Linked DNA regions of Mus musculus: region 1 is linked to region 2. Evidence: chromatin contacts called from public HiChIP or PLAC-seq data. All regions are on one chromosome and are shown on one strand. Each heading gives the region's core, a stretch centred on a gene start, on an enhancer-like site or on the middle of the called end of the contact. The rest is flanking DNA. Distances are from core to core; before and after follow the strand shown.

What was found. HiChIP or PLAC-seq counts read pairs in DNA pulled down with a chosen protein or histone mark.
Region 1: a contact with region 2 is called in an H3K27ac HiChIP or PLAC-seq map of neural progenitor cells, with 6 times the contacts expected there. The contact joins the enhancer-like site here to the promoter of Xylt1 in region 2. A contact is called at or near these places in 1 of 39 promoter capture datasets (hippocampal neurons), 1 of 484 Hi-C or Micro-C datasets (cerebral cortex) and 4 of 115 datasets of contacts at active chromatin or transcription factors (SST interneurons, embryonic forebrain, forebrain and 1 more).

What each region holds. Positions count from the first base shown.
Region 1 is chr7:117,137,374-117,145,030 of GRCm38.p6, reverse strand. No RefSeq gene overlaps it. Among named protein-coding and RNA genes, the nearest start is that of Gm39075, 87 kb to the left of the region's middle. Within about 2 kb of position 5,405, at least 102 of the 459 cell types and tissues checked have an H3K27ac peak or open chromatin away from gene starts, as enhancers often do. A contact at or near this core is called in SST interneurons, cerebral cortex, embryonic forebrain and 3 more, where this site is marked.
Region 2 is chr7:117,377,053-117,383,656 of GRCm38.p6, reverse strand. It overlaps Xylt1 (xylosyltransferase 1), which reads right to left and starts at 2,678. Exons shown (of 12, transcript NM_175645.3): 1 at 2,137-2,678. The coding sequence starts at 2,478.

The sequences.
Region 1 (7,657 bases), core at 4,156-6,655, 240 kb after region 2:
TTTTATAATCTCTCAAACTATAGGACCCACGATCAGTTGCTTTTCTTTGAAGAAAAGTTACTTCTGGAAGAAAACATATCATCCTGGAATGACCTCAATCTATGCTAGCTGTGGGTATTTATGAAGGCCCCATGACAGATTGGTAAACAAGGAAATCTAACAGGCTCTTAACTCCCTTTCCTGGGAGTGTGGCCTTGACATGGCAAGACTTGCTTCATAAAATAAAATCTATAAAGTCAGTTGACAACACACCGTACAAAGGGCTTACATTTACCATCAACAAACATGCATGTAAAACTCTGCTAACGCAAAGAAAATGAAATGAACTAAAAACCCTGCATGTGCTCTCATTGTATCTATCTTTCTATCAACCTATCAATCTATCTATCTATCTATCTATCTATCTATCTATCTATCTATCTATCACTTATCTATTTATCATGTATACCATCTATCTACCTATCATCCATCTATTATCTATCTATCCTCTATCTATGCATAATCTATCATCTATAATCTATTTATCTACCTATCTATCTATCTATCTATCTATCTATCTATCTATCTATCTATCTATCTATATATCTATCTATCTACCATCTATCCAGTGTGTGTGTGTTTGTGTGTGTGTGTGTGTGTGTGTGTGCGCGCGCGCGCGCATGTGCCCTCTCCTTTTGCCATGTGTATCATAGAGATTGAACTCAAATTGTCTGGTTTGGTTCTTTCTAACATAGAAGTGAAGTCAGTGGTGCCTCCAGTGAGGAGAAATGAGTTCTGCCCTTTGAAGGACCCTGTAACATCCTGTACCTTTGCCTGGGTAGTCACATTTTATTATTGTCCATTGAACCATTCACACATGCATTGCATGCATCTTTGTATTTTGTTCAATTTTTTTTAATAGGAGAAGTGGACCAAGCTGTGTGAATTACTGTTAGTGACTTGGAATAAAACTTCTAGTTGAGGCATTATTTGTGATCTCTGAAGTTAGTTGGTCCCAGATCTTGGGTGAGGGCAAGTTTGATACACCCAGGAAAACTGCCTAGTGTTTCAAAAAGTGCCCTTTGCCACCTAGAGAAGATCATAAAAATGTGTATGGAAAGTGTAGATGAGATTATGTTTTGAAATATGAATAAAAGTATACTTGTTCTGGGTTGGAGAGATGGCTTAGCAGTTGAGAGCACTAGTTGCTCTTCCACAGAATCTGAGTTCAATTCCCAGCACTCAAATAGCAGATGACAGCTGCCTGTAACTCCAGTTCCAGCAAACCTGATCCCCTCTTCTGACCTGTGGATTGCTGCATGCACACGGTGTTCATACATATATGAACACATTTAATTAATTAATTAATTTAAAATTCTCATCATCAAAATATAATCCTAGGGGCTGGGGAGCTAGGTAAGCATACATTGTGCAAGCACAAGGAGCTGAGTTTGGATCCCCAGAACCCCTAAATAAAAACGACAAAGCAGCTGGGCCCCGTGCTTCTGTAACCTCAACTGATAGGAGGCCTCCTGGGGCCAGATGCATGCTAGCCTGGCTGAAAAACAGCCATCTCCAAGTTCAGTGAGAGACCCCATCTCAGGGAAACAAGGCAGATAAAATAATGCACCTGCTTATCTACTCTGGCCTCCACACACAAAACACACATACCACCCTCACAAATTAGCATTAAAAATTAAAAACTACATTTTTAGCTTAAAATGCATATGTAACTAAGCAACAAATTCGGTATAATTATTATATATGAGACAATGCTTGCTATATCTCACAACTAAAGAAAAGATAGCTAAGAAAGCCTGAATAATGGGGACTCTAATTATGGAGAAATGGCCAGCATCCCTAATGGGGCTGACTATGAGCACACAGGATGCTTCACAATGACAGAGTGACGGCTCCAGAGAGTTCTTCTGGGGCACACACCTCGGAGACTTGTCTGCAGAGTTGTACCTGGAATGATCTTTACAAATTGTCCAGTGTTTTCCTATTTTCTCACAGAGAGTGAGGAAAGAAGGAAGGGTTTGATCTCCCCACAGGGAAGGTTGACCCCAAAGATTTAGAGATAAAGAAAAATAATAGAGTTGTCAAAAATGATTCTATGCGCCCCATGGGCTTGATAGATATTTGTCAACTCTTGTCAGGTGGGTTGTCGGTACAACGTTTAGCTCTCCCTAGAGAATAAGAAGCGCCTGGCTCTGCAATACATTCTTAAATCATTCGGCAAGAGGGAGATAGGGAGAAGACTCGGGGTTGTCTTCTTAGCACAAGGATGACTTGAGTTCAATCCCCAAAATCTACATTATAAAAATTGGGCATGCTGGTGTAATCCCAGTGCCAGGAAATTGGAGAAGGTGGGATCTCTAGGGCTTGCTGGCCAGTCAGTCTTGACTATGAGAAATTCTATAGTTAAAAAACAAAGAAGGCAGACCGAACCCAATGAATAGTAACAGATGTTGCCTTCTAACTTCTACCTAGACACACATGAACTTGCATGCACATGTACACACACACACACACACACACACACACACACACACACACACCAAAAGAGGAAGTTATGACGGATCCTACTAAAGCTTCATGAGAAACATCTATTTGGTAACAATGTGCTATGGTGGATTATTGGTGTATCATTTCAGATATTGCAGTAAGGAAGAAGGGAGGTGGTAAGAAGATTCACGTTACGGAACAGTGAAATGAAATATGTATGTAATTTATTCAGCAACTATAGCCAGAGAATGTTATGCCTTAGAGCAGTACAAACTATTTTATTTTATTTTATTTTATTTTATTTTATTTTATTTCATCTTATTTTATGTGTTTGAAGAATAATATGAAACAATAATTACCCCTGGTGGAACAGAACCATTTTTAGTTGGGGATGTTAATGACACAAAACAAGCTGGGGACAGATGAGGCCATCAGAGCAGAGTTGCTGTGTTGACCTACAGAAGGTCTTAGACCTTATTCACAACATCCCCCAAATCAGAATATATAGATGACAGTCAGCTCTGTGGTAATGGTAAAAGGTTATTAATAATCCCTCATGGACAGAGGTGGGAAGGGCCAGGAGATGCTCTTGACCTCCCAGTCGCCACTGCCTCCTTCCCCTGCTACTCATGGACGTGGAGGGCATGGGAGTTATATAGGAGATGGGAGGTTGCCTGCAGTTGGGCTCTTCAGCAGAGCAGTATCAGGAGTCAGCCACACTGATGTGGGACTTAGAGAGATGCTGCTGCCCCACAACTGCTCGTGTTCCTGTAAGTAACCCCAACAAACCTACTGGCTCCTCACAAGGACTCCAGTGGAAGGCCGTCTTTGCTCGGCCTGTGCCCTCTCTATGCAGAGTGCATAGACTTTCTTTGTTTCTGTTCAGAATCTATGCAAGAAGCAGCTCTCTGGGCAGCCCATAGCCCAGTCAAAGGGACACAAGCTGAGTCACCATGCTCTGCATGTGAACAACGAAGACTTAGCTTGTAGTGCAGACAAGAAGGTGATGCTGCCCAGGGTGATAAATGGTGAATTTTGCAGCAGGGTCAGAAACCCAAGACAAGGAGATTGTCCTCAGAAAGCAGGTAGGCCTTCTTCGATGCATTTCAGCAAGTCTGTTTTGTAAAGCACAGACTGGCTGCCCTTGCTTTCCTGAGCTCCACTAGAGGCAAAGCCAGAGGCTTTTGTCTTACAGGTTCTGTTCACAAATGAGGCTGATCTGTTCTCAAGTGGCTAAAAGCTGATTCCTGCGGGGGAGGGGGGTTGGTTGGAATCCTTCTTATATATAAACACACACACACACATACATACACACACACACACAGGAACACACACGCGCACATGCACCTCTGTGAACATGCACAAACACGCACGCAGTAACTTAGGATAGTGAAACTCCAAAAAGGAACAATTATGAAATACCAAGATTTGTAGGCCACAGAAGGTTATAGAAAAGAGAAAGTAATCATGCCTTCTAAAGCCCAGTGATGAATAACCTGATGTTCAGAGCTGCCTGACAGATGCATCAGAACTTTCAGAAAGAGGCTAGACAGACCAAGATAGTTTTAATGTATCATTAAAAAAAAAAAAAAAAGAATACGGGAGCATAGCTCCTGTCTCTGAGAACCTCATCTACCCATGTCCCCATGAAGCAGACACTTTTGATCTGAAGCAGGTGTTGTGCTTGGACAGAATCAAGCTGCTGGGGTCCTCAGGCAGGGATTTGTTGTTTCTGTCTTCTGTAGTGGGAGGAGACAGAGCATCCAGAGAGATTTGCCATCAACAGAAGTGTGGTGAGGGACTTGGAAAAGGAAGAAAATAATATGGATTGGGGGAATGGTCATTCTTTCTAATTAACCAGCCATTATTCCAGCCCTAAGTTGGACTCTTCCTGTTGCTAAGATCTATCCAGAAAACTGAGGAGAGAAAGCAGAAAACACCCAAAAGAAAGTGGAAAAGCAGGGTGTGACAGTGGGTGCCTGGAATCTCTAGCACTTGTGGGTTTGAAGCCTGCCTGCACAGAGAGGTCCTATCTGAAAGACAGATCGACAGATTGACGAGAGAGGCAGAAAGAAGGGAGGTGTGGAGGGGGGAAAAGAGGAGGGAGGGGGAGATGAGGGGAGAGGGATGGGAGAGAGGAGAGGGGAGGGGAGGGGAGGGGAGGGGAAAAGATGGGAAGGGAGGAGGGGGAGGGGAGAGAAGGAAGGAGAGGGGAGGAGAGGAGAGGAGATAGGAAGGGAGGAGGGGGAGGGGAGAGAAGGAAGGAGAGGGGAGGGGCTGGAGAAGACAGTAGATGGGGAAGAGAGAAGACTGGAGAGGAGGGGAGGGGAAGAGATAGGAGGGCAAAGGAGAGCAAACAAGTGAAAGGTACTAAGGTTTTATTTATCATCTGATCATTCCAGGATGTTGAGGTAGCTGTTGGCTCCACAGTTTTCCCTAGGGTCACTCATTTCTTCAGCCACTTTCTGAGTGCCCTCTCCATGCCAGGCAGCATCCCGAGTCCTGGGTTCTAACACACCTGGAGATAAGCATGAGCCTTGGCCCCAATGCCAGGGCAGAGTTTTACTTTCAGAGAGTACAAACTCTCATAGGTCCCCACATCTTCGTTTTAATAAAATTTCTCTCCCCTCCACTCATTAGCAGAGTGTGATAAGGGTATATTTTCTGACTGTGTCATACTTTGGCAGGCTTTTTAATCCGTGTCTGAGGGCAGTCAGGACTAAATGAAATTATGAGGATGAAAAAGGAAAATGCACACACGAAAAAAGTTTTAATTGGCTAACTCTGATCTGCCTGCTGTGATTGTATCACTGGCTTGGCAGCTTGTCACTTGTGGTTGCTAGGCAACCCTGAACAGGAAGGCAAACATGTCAGCCTGTGTTTTCTGTCCTGTTGTTTGAGTCTCTCAGAGTCTGGGGCTGAAGGCTGGTCCCATCTGACCCTTAACAGAGGCCTGGGATGCCCCACGTGTTCCCATGCATAGCCCACCTGGTTTCAACTCAAAGCTGCTTTCTCATGCAGTTTTTGGTAAAACTCCAGCTCTTCCCCAATGCCCCAAAGGTGGTCTTACCAGAAAGACTCCAGCAACTACTGCTCCATCTCCCTGAGCCCTGAGGTACACCAACAGAGCAGGGTGACTTGGGGCCGAAGACACAGACTGCTTGCCTTCTCTGTCCAGTGGGACCCTCCCTCTCATAGTGTCCTTCCTGTTCTTAAGCTCACAAGGAGCCAGTCAGACAGCCTGGGTCTGTTTGACTTGTGCAAACCATGTGCTTCAGGCATGTATGTGTTTCCCCATCCTAGAGAAAAAGAGTGTTGTCACAGGGAGATATCACTTTGCTCCCAGGGTGCTGCTAGGGCCTTATTGAGAGTAATTCATGCAAACATGTTGACTTATCTTCTAAGATATTTGATGAAGGAGTTTCAATTGCACATTTAGCATCCTGGCCCCGACCAGCATCTTAGAGCACTCTGAAGCATTTGTGGATCCCAGGTTGTCCCATTCTCTGAGTTAGAAATGAGACTCAAAAGGCCAGGGAGATGTACCTGAAGCTGCATCACAGAGACTGGAAGCAGGGCCTCAGTTGCCACCATTAAACTTGACTGGTGTGGGGTATGAAGAATTGGATGGTGAGGTGATGGGTACCAGGGCTTGTCCTGGGTACTCAGAGCACTGATCAAAGGATACAGCCTCTCAGAAGAACGGATTGCTTTCTGGGGAGACAGCACACACTCTAGGCAGTGAGTATCATGGGAGCTGCCTGGGCTTCCCTTGAAGCTGAGAGGTTCTCTAACACCTTCAGGAGAATCTGCCTGCTTTACTGTGGTTTCTAAATACTTCTCTGTTCTGCCTTTGTTCTCAATCAGTCCAGTACCTCCCTGTACCCTACTTGTCTTCTTGTTGATCCTCAGACCTGAGAGTCCTGGGACTGTGGTATGAGCTGCTGCAACAGAGATGCACACACGACTCCCTTCTTGGCTTGCTTTTTCTTTTCTTTTCTTTTCTTTTCTTTTCTTTTCTTTTCTTTTCTTTTCTTTTCTTTTCTTTTCTTTTCTTTTCTTTTCTTTTCTTCTCTTCTCTTCTCTTCCCTTCCCTTCCCTTCCCTTCCCTTCCCTTCCCTTCCCTTCCCTTCCCTTCCCTTCCTTTCTTTCTTTTTTTTTTTCAAGACAGGGTTTCTCTGTGTAGCCCTGGCTGTCCTGGAACTCACTTTGTAGACCAGGCTGGCCTCGAACTCAGAAATCTGCCTACCTCTGTATCCCCAGTGTTGGGATTAAAGGCGTGTGCCACCATGCCCGGCTTCTTGGCTTACTTTATGCCATCTCTAGGGTAAGGTAATATGCTTATCAACGCCTTCTTCAGACTTCTCATCTAGCATTGTAGCTCTTGTCCATGAATCCTCTGCCCCATCGCTGTGATTTATTTATTTACAGGAAAGCGTCAGTTGTTCAGCATCTCACTGTGAGTTTCCACCAGGAGGTAGATTTTGGTTGGAGGTTATCTTCCAGTGTTTGAATGAGGCCTGACACCTGAGGTGCTTGATAAAATGTCCTCATTGTACAGAAGCCTAGGTGTGAGGTTCTTTCAGCTCTGTTCACCATTCTCCCTCCCTAACTTCTCTCTATCCCTCAGGAAGCAGGGGCAAAGGTAGCCTCCTTTTGGAATTCCTGCCCTTACCTCTTCACCTGGGGGGGAGGGGCAAAGGGTTGTGTCAGTTATTCCCCTGCTATGACAAAAGCAAGCTATGCAAGGAGGCCTTTGTTTTGGCTCCCAGTTTGTGGGTACAGTCTGTCACAGCAGGGAAGGCATGGAGGGGAGAAAGCTAAGCCACCTGAAGTGGGGAAGCAGAGAGCAGCTACTGAGCGCCCCTCCCCTTTATTCTGTCCAGAAGCCCAGCCCACAGACTGTTGCCACTACACTTCAATATCTCTTCCCATGCCAGCTAACCTACTTGGGAAACTTGGGAAACTCCATGGCAGACATGCCATCTAGGAGATTCTAGCTTCTGTTGAGTTCTGTTGAGTTCGCTATCAGTTTCACTTTGTAAGATTTGTAAGATTTGTGGTAGCTCAAAATGACCACGGTTGTAAAAAGTTCAGTAAATGTGTTCTTTTCTCAGAATCTGCCTTACTGCAAGGTGTGCTAAGAGATAGTTCTCTGATTGTTTAGAAA
Region 2 (6,604 bases), core at 1,429-3,928:
AACAGACCCCTAGCTCTAGCCATCCTGTGCACACTGCAGCTCCTGGGGCAGGATGTGAGACAGGAGGAAGAGAGGAGAGTGCCGTGCATATGACAAAAAGTCCAGGACCAGCAGGACCGGACAGTTGAGAGCTACCAGGAATGGGAAAGTGAAAGAAAAAAAAAAGCACAAAATGTATTCATATACATATACATTGGAAGCTAAAAAAAATGGAGACATTGGAGGACACTGTCGGGAGGATACACCTAAACCCACAGATAAAAGCAAAATTGCAGACAAGCTCCGCTGCTAGGACTGGGGATCTAAAAACATGGTTTAAAGGGGAAGTGGCACCCCACCCCCGCCCTTCCGATTCCAAACCTGATGTGACTGGGCTAGGACATGAGAGATTACTCCTAGGTGAACACACATGGAGGGGTTGTGCATCACTGCTCAGACCATCGGTGGGGAAAGAAAGAAACCAACTGCTTTTTTCTTTATAATTCTCTCACTGATCTCAACAGGTGGTCTATGTACCCTGAAAGTACCTCCTGAATCCCCTTTGCAAAAGGTACAGTGAGTCCCTCCCATGGTCCCCTCCCCACCCTGCCTGTTTCCACACTGGGCCAGCACTAAGTGCGCCTAGTCCCTCCCACCTCCCAGTAGGTCTCCAATTTTAGGAAGAACATGTAATAGCGTTTTTGTTTTTGTTTTTGTTTTTGTTTTTTGTTTTTTGTTTTTCCAGTTGGAACACATGATCAACTCCAGGAGTTCAAAGGCAGTGAGTGCCTGGGTCCCCTTGGACTTGGGGACATTGAGAATGCTCAGGTTCTCATGCACAAGCATCACTACAGGTGAGGGTAAGACTTCTCCTTGGTAGCTACAGAGCAGCCAAATGCTCTGTCAGATCAAGTCCTGAGACTGCTTTAGCTCACAGACATAAAGAGCTGTGCTCGGGCAACAAGGGTCAAAACAATCCTGAAGAACTTAAGCACATCAGAAAGCACTTCTGACACAGCTGTGTAGCTGTGTCTAGGCAGTCTTCAGCAAGGGCTGCCGGAGTGACAAGCAATAACAAGGACTGTTCCCTTCCTACAGATCCTAGAAACACTCCCCCGGTAGCTACCGTCCTTCAGATGCTGGGCAGTTCTCTGCAGGGAACTGGGATGATGGACAGAGAATCACATGGCATATCACACCAGCCCAAAGACAGACAGACACTCATTCCTACGCAGAGCAGAGACCCTGTACAGTAGTTACGGACTCAGATCTCCTGCCCTCCTAGCTCAGAGAAAGGTGAAACAGATACCCCAAAGAAGTTGGGGATAGAAGAGGAAGACAAGCCGGTGCCCCACCTAGCCAACCAGATGGTACTAATAGAACTGGAAGACAGTTTCAGAGACCTGACTATTCACATCCAAGAAGAGCAAAGCACACTGGGAGGTGTGGTGATAGCGTGGCCAGACAGACAGACAGTAAGTGCAACTGACCACCCATGTCAAGTCAGAGACAGCCAGCTGGAACTAAGGGGCAATACCTGGAGGTGAAGTCAGGGAGGGCAAGAAATGGCAAGGTTAGGGACTGAGGAAGGTGGGGACTGGGGAAGGTGGAGAGAGAAGTAGATTCCCAGAGGGGAAAACAGGACCCAAAGTCAGATCAGGCTTGCAAGACCCAGTGTTGATTTGGGCACCAGGGACATGGTGGAGGACTTAACACACTCATTCTCAGCCCACAGCAAACAGCTCAGACCAAAGAGGCTGCGTGGAGAACTACCCTTGAGCAGCGGCTGAGGATCCGGTCACGATCCGATGCACGTACTCGAGTGGAGAGTGAGGCATCAACGCCCCCACCCAGAGAGCAAGTAGGACGCCCAGAAAGAGTGATAGGAAACAGGACCCCCTAGAAAGCGAGTCTCTTCTGGAGCTCACTTTCCAGACCCCAAGGGGGCGGTCCTCAGACTCCGCACAGAGCAGCGCGGCTCAGTGCACGACCCTGCAGCTGCCCAGGGCAGCCAGGGCAGTCAGAGGCAGCCAGGGCGCAGAGTCCCTTCGGATATCGGGACTTGTGTGGCCAAGACCAATGTGAGGCATGGGTAGGGTCGCCCATCTGTCTCTCTGTCCGCGGGGCTCGAGATCCCCTTCCCAAAGGGCACCTTACCCTCGCCCGGGAGGCTAGTGCCCCGCGGCTGGCAGGCTGCTGTGCGCGGGCTCCTCCGGGGCCGCCTCCCCGTGCTCCTCCTCCGCCGGCTCGGCCTCCAGGTCCTCCGCGGGCTGCGGGCAGATGGGCAGCCAGGTCCCTGCGCTCCCGGCGCGGGGCCGCGGGCTGCTGCTGCTCGGCTGCTCCCGCCGCTGCCCCCGCGCGCCGCTGCTCTCCAGCCCCGGAGTCCAGGCTGCTGAAATTCCACACCACCAGCGTCTGCAGCAGCAGCACCATGAGCGCCGCCAGCAGCGCCGAGTGCGAGCGCCGCGCCAGCCTCCGGGCGCACGGCGCCGCCACCATCTTCCGCGGCGGCCCGGGGCGAGCGGGGTGCCGGGACACCCCGGTGCGCGCTCTATCCCGGGGGCTCCGCGCTCGGGCCCCGCCGACGTCGCCCGGGCTCGCCGCTGCTCCTCCTCCTGCTCCTCTCCTCCACCACCTCCTCCTCCCTTTCCTCCTCTGCCGCCGCCGCCGCCTCCTCCACCGCCGCGGCGCGGAGTTTTCAGACGGGCAGGGACCCGGACGTCACCAGGAGGAGGGGAAGGCGGGAGGCGGGCGCGGGGAGGCCGCGGAGGGGGCGCGGCGCGCGCGCGCGGGGACACGGCTCGGAAGGGAGCTGGCCCCTCGAGATTCCCTTTTCCCTGGGTCAGGGTCCCCAACCCAACCCCCAGGGTTCTAGGGCGGGCGTTAGGGGTACCAGGGCTGGGGAAGGGGCCACTAGGGACGCGGGCCCTGAGCAGAGGGCGGGGCCTGGAGGAGGAGCCGAGGGCAGCGTGGGGAGGAGAAGGTGAGGGAGGGGGTGGAGGCGAAGGAAGCAGACAGACACCCCCCAGAACAGGCGTGGGAACAAGGTACGGGTGCGAAAAGGCCGGTGCAAGGGGTAGAGAGACGGAAAGTGGAGGATAGAAGAGTCAACAGGGCAGCTCAGCTTGCAGAGGTCAGGAAAAGGGAAAGAAGGGTCCTGAGAGTCTGTGTTCCATGTGGCAGAAAACTGGAGGCGGAGTTGCAGGAGGCGCGGAGTTTTCCGTCCCGGCATCTTTGGCTGCACAGAGAGAAAACCTTGGCAGGTGGAGATGGGAGAAAACGTAGGAGTGTCACAGGTCCTGGCTCTTGTGCAGCCTGGGATTCCTGGATCACTGACTGAAACGATGGGGAGGAGGTTCTCAATGACTCGCCGAGGTTAATCAGCACAAGCACTGCGACTTCTGAGTCACCCCCCCCCCCTTCCAGGGCCAACCAAAGATTCAGGGCTCATTGACTCACTTCTCTGGTCCCCAAAGACTCACAATCCAACATCCTCCAAATCCAGTTGGCAAGTGAATGCTTTGGTGGCTAAAGAAGTTTTCCAACCCTCCCTGGCCACAAGCTGAAGTCTCCCTCCCAGCCACAGAGCCTCCCTCCCTTAACGCCCTTCTTACCATCCGCCCTCCTGATGTCTGACTTGCTGTGTGCACTAGATTCAGAGCTGGGTCAGCCCAGCCTTGCTTTATAAGGAGAAGCATTTTCCTGGACTGACTGGTGACCTTGAGCCACCAAGACTGTCCCCCTTGACCTTGTTCTGAGCTCTGTCAGTGAGAGTTTGGAAGGAATAATCTCTCTGAACTCAAACTTCATCCAGCTCTCTCTGACTCAGTCTTATAGACTTCCCCTTTTGATACATAGCATCTATTAATGTCTGCATGTGAATGGGACTGATGTCTACCTATGTCAGTGAGCTGGGGACTTACAGCGAATTCTTGGTCTTTTGTCTCCTGCCCTTTTAAACATCACCCTGGTTTGTAAAGGGAAGCGAGTGGATATGTACAGAATCTATCAGAGAGCAAGGCCAACAGTGGCGAGAAGTGGACCCTTCCATCCACTGCACCAGCATATTAGAGCACTGATGTGTGCCAGATGTGGGATCAGGTACAAGCATCCCAAGGTGACAAAGGGTGCCTCTGATCTACAGTCAGCTAGAAGGCCAGAGAGTCAGGTGTAGGTAGGTATGGAATCTCAGAAGAAAACATGACCATCGTCCCTAGAGAGATTTGCAAAGGAGCCGTGGGTTCATGAGAGTGCTACTGGGATAGCTGTGTCCTCAGCCAACCTGCTACCCTGACAGTCTACAATCTGCTCCAGGGCCCCCTCTAGCTCTGCAGCCAGGGACAGAGGCATTCCCACTTCATCAACAGTGAGACTGTAGAGGAGAGGCAGCTCCCTGGTTCACCAGTCTCCTCTTATCTGCATATCAGTTGGGAATATTTATAGTTTGTGTAATAAAACACCTGGTTTAACAATCTAAAAATAAGCCTTACTGGATTGTAGAACTAGTTATTGCAGAGCACTAACTCCAGGCATGGCTTGATCCAGCAACCTAGAACAACCACTACAGAATTTTCTCTTCCTTTCTCCTCTCTTTCTCCCACAGTGTCTGTTCACACTGGAACATCACAAGAGTCCTAGATTCTGTGACTTAGACTAGCTGTAACTTATTCATCTGCAGTCCAGGATTCTTTTAGAAGATGCAGAGAGCGTTTTCTTACAGAGTAATTTTTAGGTCCTAAGTTACCCCTAAACCAGTCACAAAGCTCAGGAAGTCAGATCAAGGAAATGAATCTAACCAGGGTTCCTAGATACACCTCTGGCCTTGGGGTAAATCTGTTATCTCTGTAGCCATTCAAATGTTCCATAGAGCCATGTGGGAGTAGAAGAATGGCTTCCCTCGGCTGTCCCTGAAGTCTCCATTGAGCTTCCCCGACCATGGTCAAGTCATCTTCCCCCACCCCGCCCCGCCCCAAGAACTTCAGGGTTCTTAGTGCTAAATGAGTAGCAAGAGGTCATGTAAACATAGCCTCCAAGTCCTGCCCTGGCTGTGTGGAATATTCCAGCCCCCAGCCCACCTTTGTCTCAAGAGCGCTTCTGCACTTTGTCTGTAAAGTAACAATGACCTGTGCTTCCTCCACATGACACAGCTAACAGCAGTCCTCCAGGGGCCAGGCTGTGATTCAGCTCCCTCAGGGCCCTAGTGCTTCAGTACTGAGGTTAAAGATCCTGGGCCCAAATCCCTGGAGAAGCAGAGTTGTTTATCTTGACTCATACATAAAAAGCCACTCAAGAAAGAGGTCCAGTCGCCCTGGGCAGGTTAGAGATGCCATAAACAGCTCATTTGATGGGTTTTGGAGGAAAATTTACCTGAGGTGGCATCTGGGATTCTCTTCTTCTGGCTCCAAGATGAGTAGCCCTTCAAACATTTTAGAGAGGTAAAGATGGAACAGATAGCTGGGAGCTGGGGTAAATTAGAGTATCTAAAATGCCCCATCTCAGTATGGCTGGGACATCCAGAGTGTGGGTACCCTAAATTTGCTGAACTACCAAACAGAAATAGCCCTTTTGCATTAAGAGGGACAGGAGTTTTCATTTGCAGTTGTGCATAGAGAGGCAGGTGGCCTTGATGGATAAGAAAGAGGCCAGGGCCCTGCTTGAGACTCGGCAGTGCCTCTAACCACTGTATTCTGAGTCCTCAGGATTTTCGAAGCTCAGTTTTTCACTCCACAAAGATGCATGGAACCCTATTACACATAGGCGTCCTGCTGGGCAAGTGGAATCTGGAGATGATGAAGATTCCCCAAGGAACCTTTCTTTTTAAATGTGGTTCCCCAGCTCCCGTGCTATGGGCCCCAGGAGACAGAGCTCTAGGGAAGTTTCGCCTGATTTGTGGGACTCTCAACCACCACCCCGAATGCCAAATCTTGTTTCTCCATCCCTTCAAGGATGGGAAGGCTGAATCTGTCACTGGGCATTGTGAGTTATTGGGTGTGACCAGTCCTGAGCTAGCAATTGCAAAGGAAATGGTTGGGATAGTCTTCACCCTCAAAGAACTGTCCAACAGGACAGAGGGACAAGACATTTATTTCACTGACAGCAATTCCAGGATCAGTGCACGGAGCGAATGAGATAGATAAGAACTAGCTTGCCCAGGCTTAACGAGCGCATGTGCACATGCATGTGTGTGTTTGTGTGCATGAAAGCCAAAAGGGAACCTCAGGGGTGGGTTTTTTGGTTTGTTTGCTGTTTATTTCTATTTGATTTTCAGCCTGGAAGTTAAAAAAAAAAAAGCTATGCTGCCCAGAATCAACTGCCCCCCACCCCCACCCCAGGGCTTGCTATCTTCTGTGGTTTCTGTGGAGTCAGCTTCTTTACCAGCTGGTCTATCTCCCCTCTGCTGCATTTTAACTGAGTTTTTAAAATATCTATTGTTAAGTTCTATGCCTCAACGTCCTCATCCATAAAATGGGGCTTAAAATAATGGGAGTTTATTGACACTTTTTTTAAATGTAAGGATTAAATAAGCTAACTCATACAAATAACTTTTTGCATCCCTACTGATCAAGTCAACCTTGGTGGCACACACACTTGGAAGATCGAGGCAGGGGAATTACCAGTTTGAAGC